2 separate regions of the Mus musculus genome follow, and region 1 is linked to region 2. A link is a contact called in public Hi-C data. All regions are on one chromosome and are shown on one strand. Each heading gives the region's core, a stretch centred on a gene start, on an enhancer-like site or on the middle of the called end of the contact. The rest is flanking DNA. Distances are from core to core; before and after follow the strand shown. Region 1 has its middle 31 kb from the start of Gm39129. Region 2 overlaps Myo16 (myosin XVI).

Evidence for each region. A called contact is a pair of places that touch in the nucleus more often than the background predicts.
Region 1: a Hi-C map of the N1E-115 cell line shows a contact between it and region 2, with 2.1 times the contacts expected there. The contact joins two enhancer-like sites. A contact is called at or near these places in 3 of 484 Hi-C or Micro-C datasets (the N1E-115 cell line, bone marrow-derived dendritic cells and bone marrow-derived macrophages).

Annotation. Positions count from the first base shown.
Region 1 is chr8:10,706,991-10,709,690 of GRCm38.p6, reverse strand. No RefSeq gene overlaps it. Among named protein-coding and RNA genes, the nearest start is that of Gm39129, 31 kb to the left of the region's middle. Within about 2 kb of position 1,435, at least 2 of the 459 cell types and tissues checked have an H3K27ac peak or open chromatin away from gene starts, as enhancers often do. A contact at or near this core is called in the N1E-115 cell line, where this site is marked.
Region 2 is chr8:10,612,151-10,614,850 of GRCm38.p6, reverse strand. All of the region lies in intron 34 of Myo16 (myosin XVI), which reads right to left. Among named protein-coding and RNA genes, the nearest start is that of Gm32330, 60 kb to the left of the region's middle. Within about 2 kb of position 1,285, at least 2 of the 459 cell types and tissues checked have an H3K27ac peak or open chromatin away from gene starts, as enhancers often do. A contact at or near this core is called in the N1E-115 cell line, where this site is marked.

The DNA.
Region 1 (2,700 bases), core at 186-2,685, 95 kb before region 2:
TGCCCACCTTATGCAGATCGACAAGTGTGTCCATCTGTGTCTCAGTCTCTCTCTGCTACCTGCTCTGAGTGTGGATTGAGGCAGGGAAGGCCTGGCTTCTGATGTGGCACTGATGAAGCTCATCCCAGGTGGAAGGAACATGAGCGTGATATCCCCACACAATTCCAACCGTCTCTGGAGAGTCAGAGCTGGAGGGTGAAGCAATGGGTACAGGAGACCTAATGGGTACACATGAAGGACTTCTCCAAGTTCCTGAAGGAATAGGAGTCATACCATGCACTCAGACACACACACACACACACACACACACACACACATACACAGAAACACAGAGAGAGAGACACACATACACAGAGAAAGAGAGACAAACAGACAGACAGACACATAGACAGACACACAGAGACACAGACACACAGAGAGATAGAGACACATACACACAGACAGACACACACAGAGAGAAATACACACATACATAGACACACACACAGAGACACATATACATACATAGACACACACACAGAGACAATCACACACACATACACAGAGACACAGACACACAAACAGACACATACCCAGACACACACACAAAGAGACACAGGGACACACACAGGTACAAGGACCCAGAATGGCTCTCTAAGGACCATTGATCCTGGGTCATCTTGCTGATACCTCAAGTTGATGGACAGCTGGGAGGGAAACCTGGACAGAGGCAGCCAGGCCACACTAGACAAGAAACTGTACACCTGAATGTGTCCTAAAAACACAGATGAGCCAGAACTGACCAAAAGCAAAACAGGATTCTGTGAAGCAACTGATAAACACTTTTCAAAAGCAATGATTAATGCACAGATAGGAGTGTGGAAGGAAGTTATTAGTGGCGGGCCAAAGGGTTCTGATGAGATTAAGCCCAGTTAGATGCTTGCCTTACACGGAGCCATGGGAAACATACTTCTCAAATTAGCGTGTCATCTAACCAGAGGGGAAGTGTGCAGATAAGCCAGTGAGAAGGAGACCAGAAGCTTCACCCTGGATGTGCTGTGAAACAAGCCAGAGGCTCTGCGGAGGCCCCGCTGATGAACCATTCAGCTTTGGAATGGCTTCCATAAGTTGACATTTCCCTCTTACTGTTATGTCTAGAAATAATCCCCAACTCAAAATCAAAACAGGCATATGTGACCCTCGCTTTTCAAGAAATCAAAATGAAAGGAAGAGAGAAAGCCATGCAGAGTGTTTTTTTCAAGAGCCACTTCAGTCAGTGTGGAGGCCATGAGTGTGTAACCTTATAGTTCTGGGATCCAGGGAAGATCAACAAAGGCCAGCTCCATAAGGCACAGCAGACCTGGGGTGAGAGAGAACTTGACCCTATATTCCACCTGCTCCTGGCAGAGACTCAAGACTGAGTGTCCCTCTGAGAGAGATTCTAGAAGAGCTACTGGGGAGTCAGCAAATGCACAGGTGATGTCAGAAGGTGTCTTTGGTGGCCCCTGAGCAGTGTCAGGGCAGGGACAGGCTTCACTGGAGATCATGCGAGGCTACTCCATCCTGCTAGAGGAAACAAGAGGTAAGGGATTAATTTGCACACCTACAGTCTTGTTTGGTGTTGAGACTCCCACAATCCAAAACTAGGGTCTTTATCCCCATTGGGGGGTCCCTCTGTGTTCATGTTGGTATCAGGTGTCCTATTTACACTTCTCTTAAAAAATTATTTATTCATTTAATGAATATGAGTACATTGTTGCTGTTTTCAGACACACTAGAAGAAGCCATCAGATCCCATTATAGATGGTTGTGAACCACCATGTGGTTGCTGGGAATTGAACTCAGGACCTCTGGAAGAGCAGTCAGTGCTCTCAACCACTGAGCCATCTCTCCAGTCCAGGTGTCCTATTCTTAGTTGACCCCATGTTACATGAAACAGTGGTTTCTCACTCTGAAAGATTCTATTCCATAAATAGCTTTAGGTGCCATTCTGAGAGTGGAGGATACCTGCATGGCTAGGTGGACACAGAACACCATCTCTCTGGCACTATCCATGCACAGACAAGAAAGGGTGCAACCCCTTCACCTGGACCCAGTACAAAAGTTGCCATCCCACATTCTGATGGCAGAGGTCCCATCCAGCTGCCATCTGACAACTGATGTGTACCTCAAGGACTAAGAGGCAGGGAACTCCAGCTTCCCTAGGCTTCAACCTGGCTCCATTCCTGCTGCTGACAGGATTTGAGTGTAGACAACCTGTCCTCTTGTTCATCTGGATATCTATCTGTCATTCCATTTTTTTTTTTTTCAATCTGGATGTGGTCTCTTCAGCTAGACTCAGCTCAATGCCTCTGCTGTCAATCTGCCACACCCTCAGCTGCAGCTGTTCCAGTCTCTGCAGTCCAGTCCCAGTTTTACTCTGTTATCACTATAACAGATCCTGCTCCTTCCTTTTGGTATCCTAGCTGTGGCTTTGAAACTCTGTGCCTTTAATCCTTAGTAGTCACCCATAACCTGCAAATGTAGAGAAAGATGTATTTACTCTGTGATGTGTGATCTCAGGTTAATGTTAGTAAGGTAGGAATAAAGTAAACTGTTCCCTTGGGCTGGATTCACCAAGAAGAGCAGGATTGTCAGGCAAATTGCTGCCACTGAAACTTTCACACATAGTGAATTTATTGTTATCTAATGATTTCTGACATTGTGGAAAGATTCAAAGGT
Region 2 (2,700 bases), core at 36-2,535:
GTCTGCTCTGCTTCAGTTTCTGTCTTCGGTTCCTGCTCTGCCGTTCCTCGCTGATCGATCGCTGATCGACTGTGATGGATGCATAAGACAAGTAAACCCTTTCCTCACCGAGTTATTTTTGGTGGTGGTGCATTTATGACAGAAAACAAACTGAGGCAACGTCTTTTGAGAGCAATATTGCCTAGAAAGTTTCCATGCAAGCAGATGGACATGGGCCAACTATGAAGTAAGGGTCAGTTGTGGAGTGAAGAAGAGGCACTATGATTGGCCCTAATAGACAAAAATTTGGTACATGTCTACTACAGTCAACAGGCAACCACAAAAGCACTTCTAAGGATATGTAGTTAAGGTACCAGAATATATAAAAATGTATCATACATCATATATCATACATCATATATCACATACCATACATCATATAGCAAAAGTAATATCATATATGATATATTACAATATAATATATTATATATAATTATTACATATATAATTATATATATTACATAAAAAGTTTTACAGCCCTGAGAATATATAATATATAGTAATATATTATATTGTATATTACATTTTCCTGTTTTCTGATAACTCTGTGTCTCTCTTCATCATACAAATTTTAGAAATGCTTTATGCATTCTGGATAATACTGCTTTTTGCTTTCATGTGTGGACAACATTTTGCTTGCTCTGTATTTCTAGTCAGGAAAATATTATTTATATATACCATATATTATAAATAAATAAATCATATATGTGGACATTAGAGGGCGTTTCAAATAACCTAAAAGAAGTCACTGTAGGGAACCAGCAAAATGAGGCAAAGTAAAACAAACAGTCAGACTAGGAAACACACAACAAAATGTATTCTCCTGAGGCCGGCCATATCAGTGATGATAGGAAGTGTGGATGGCCTGTCAGAAGATTGTTCAGTTGTAGAAAAATAAATAAGACCCCTAACAATGCCATGGGCAACACAACTGTGTTAGACAGAGAAGCCGATGTATTCTGAGTCATGGGATGGGTGTTTTACAGGAGGGTGAGAGTTGCAAGAGTTGGAATGGTATTTTCTTGGCCCTCAGAATCCCTAGCACACTCTTAGCTGTACCTTGAGGGTGTGACTTGTATAGACTGGGAACCTGTTGAGATTGTTTAGAAAATTCACAGGATAAAAAGCTCCGCCTTCAAGGCGAGGATGGAAAGAGTGATAGAGCAGCTGGCCAGCTCCAGACAAGAGGACCTCACAAGAAGGAAGGATCCTGAGAGAAAGGGAAAGGGATATCATGCTGACCCCACATGGCCAAAACTAGACCTGACAGCAGGGTAGGCAGAGTCAAGGAAACAAAGGCTGGGTAGACTTGCTGCAATCAGAACTGGGGCTAGGTGCTTTTTGTTCAATAGCAGACAGAAAATGAGCAAGAAGTCAGAGCTGAGCTCTATTGGTGACTAGATCTGACTGCTATTCCCAGGATGTTCTGTTCAGTCACAGCAGAGCATACTCCTTCTTCCAGAACACCCATAAGTTTCACCAATACAGGCCATACCCTGGGAGGGAGGACAAAGCTCAAACATTTAAGGGAATGAAGAAATTATAAGGTACATCCTCAGACCCAGACAGACCAACCAGAAATCAGTAACAGTTAACAGGACATCTCTGAACATTGGGAAAATGTACATTGGCCAGAGAGAAAGTCCCAAGAGGAATTAGAGAATATTTTTAGCTGAACAAAGATGTAAGCAGAACCTATGGAAAGTCACATGATGAAGCAGGCAGCTCAGAGGGAAATTGAGGACCCTGTTTTATTAGGAATATCAAAAGCTGTTTTTTGTTTTTAACGAGAACAGTAGTTAGCCAACTGATAAGCAACAGATAACCAGTGGATAACCACTAGGAAACCCATTAATGATCAACTGGCTAGGAATACAGAGCAAGCAAAATGCTGTTCACACATGAAACTGAAAAGCAGCATTATCCAGAATATGTAAAGAATTTCTAAAATCTGTATGATGGAGAAAGACACGGACCTATTAGGAAACAGGAAAAGAACAGAGCTGGATGTGCAGTTGTGAGTGTCCATGAAAATAACACCAACCAGGCAAACATCAAAGGAGGCGGCAACCTGACTCAAGTCACACTTATCAATCGCAAGAATAGCATCACCAAACTAAGCGTTTGCCAGTGGAGAACACTTTTAGACGCGTCCACAGTCGGGAGCACCCCTGTTCAGAACCTTAGCCCTCTACTTCTTGGGAGCCCCAGCAAGCTGACTCTCCCTTGCAAAGAATGAAAGGCATATCCCAGGTGTACATCTCAGCATGGTTGGTAAGAGCAAAGACAAGGGGTTTTGCTTTTTGTAGTTTTCCATACCAAGTTATCAAATCGTGGACACGACCTCAGGAGTTCCGTGACTGTATTCACTGAGATTTACTGGATTTGAGAAGAAGCCGAAGTTGAACAAACTGGCTCACACCTAAAATGTGGTAGTTTCTGGCCACTGAATGCCACCGTCTCCCTGCATCTTTGGTGAACTGAGGGCCAATGGCACAACATACCCAGACAATAGGAGCAGCTGTGCACATCTGGAGGACAGAGATGAGGTCAGGTGGGATTTTTTTCATGGTGACATCCCCGGTGGCCAGGCAGTGAGACTGACCTTAGGACAAGGGCAGAGCTGTGTCCCTGGGCCCTTCCTGTCCCCTTCAGCTTATG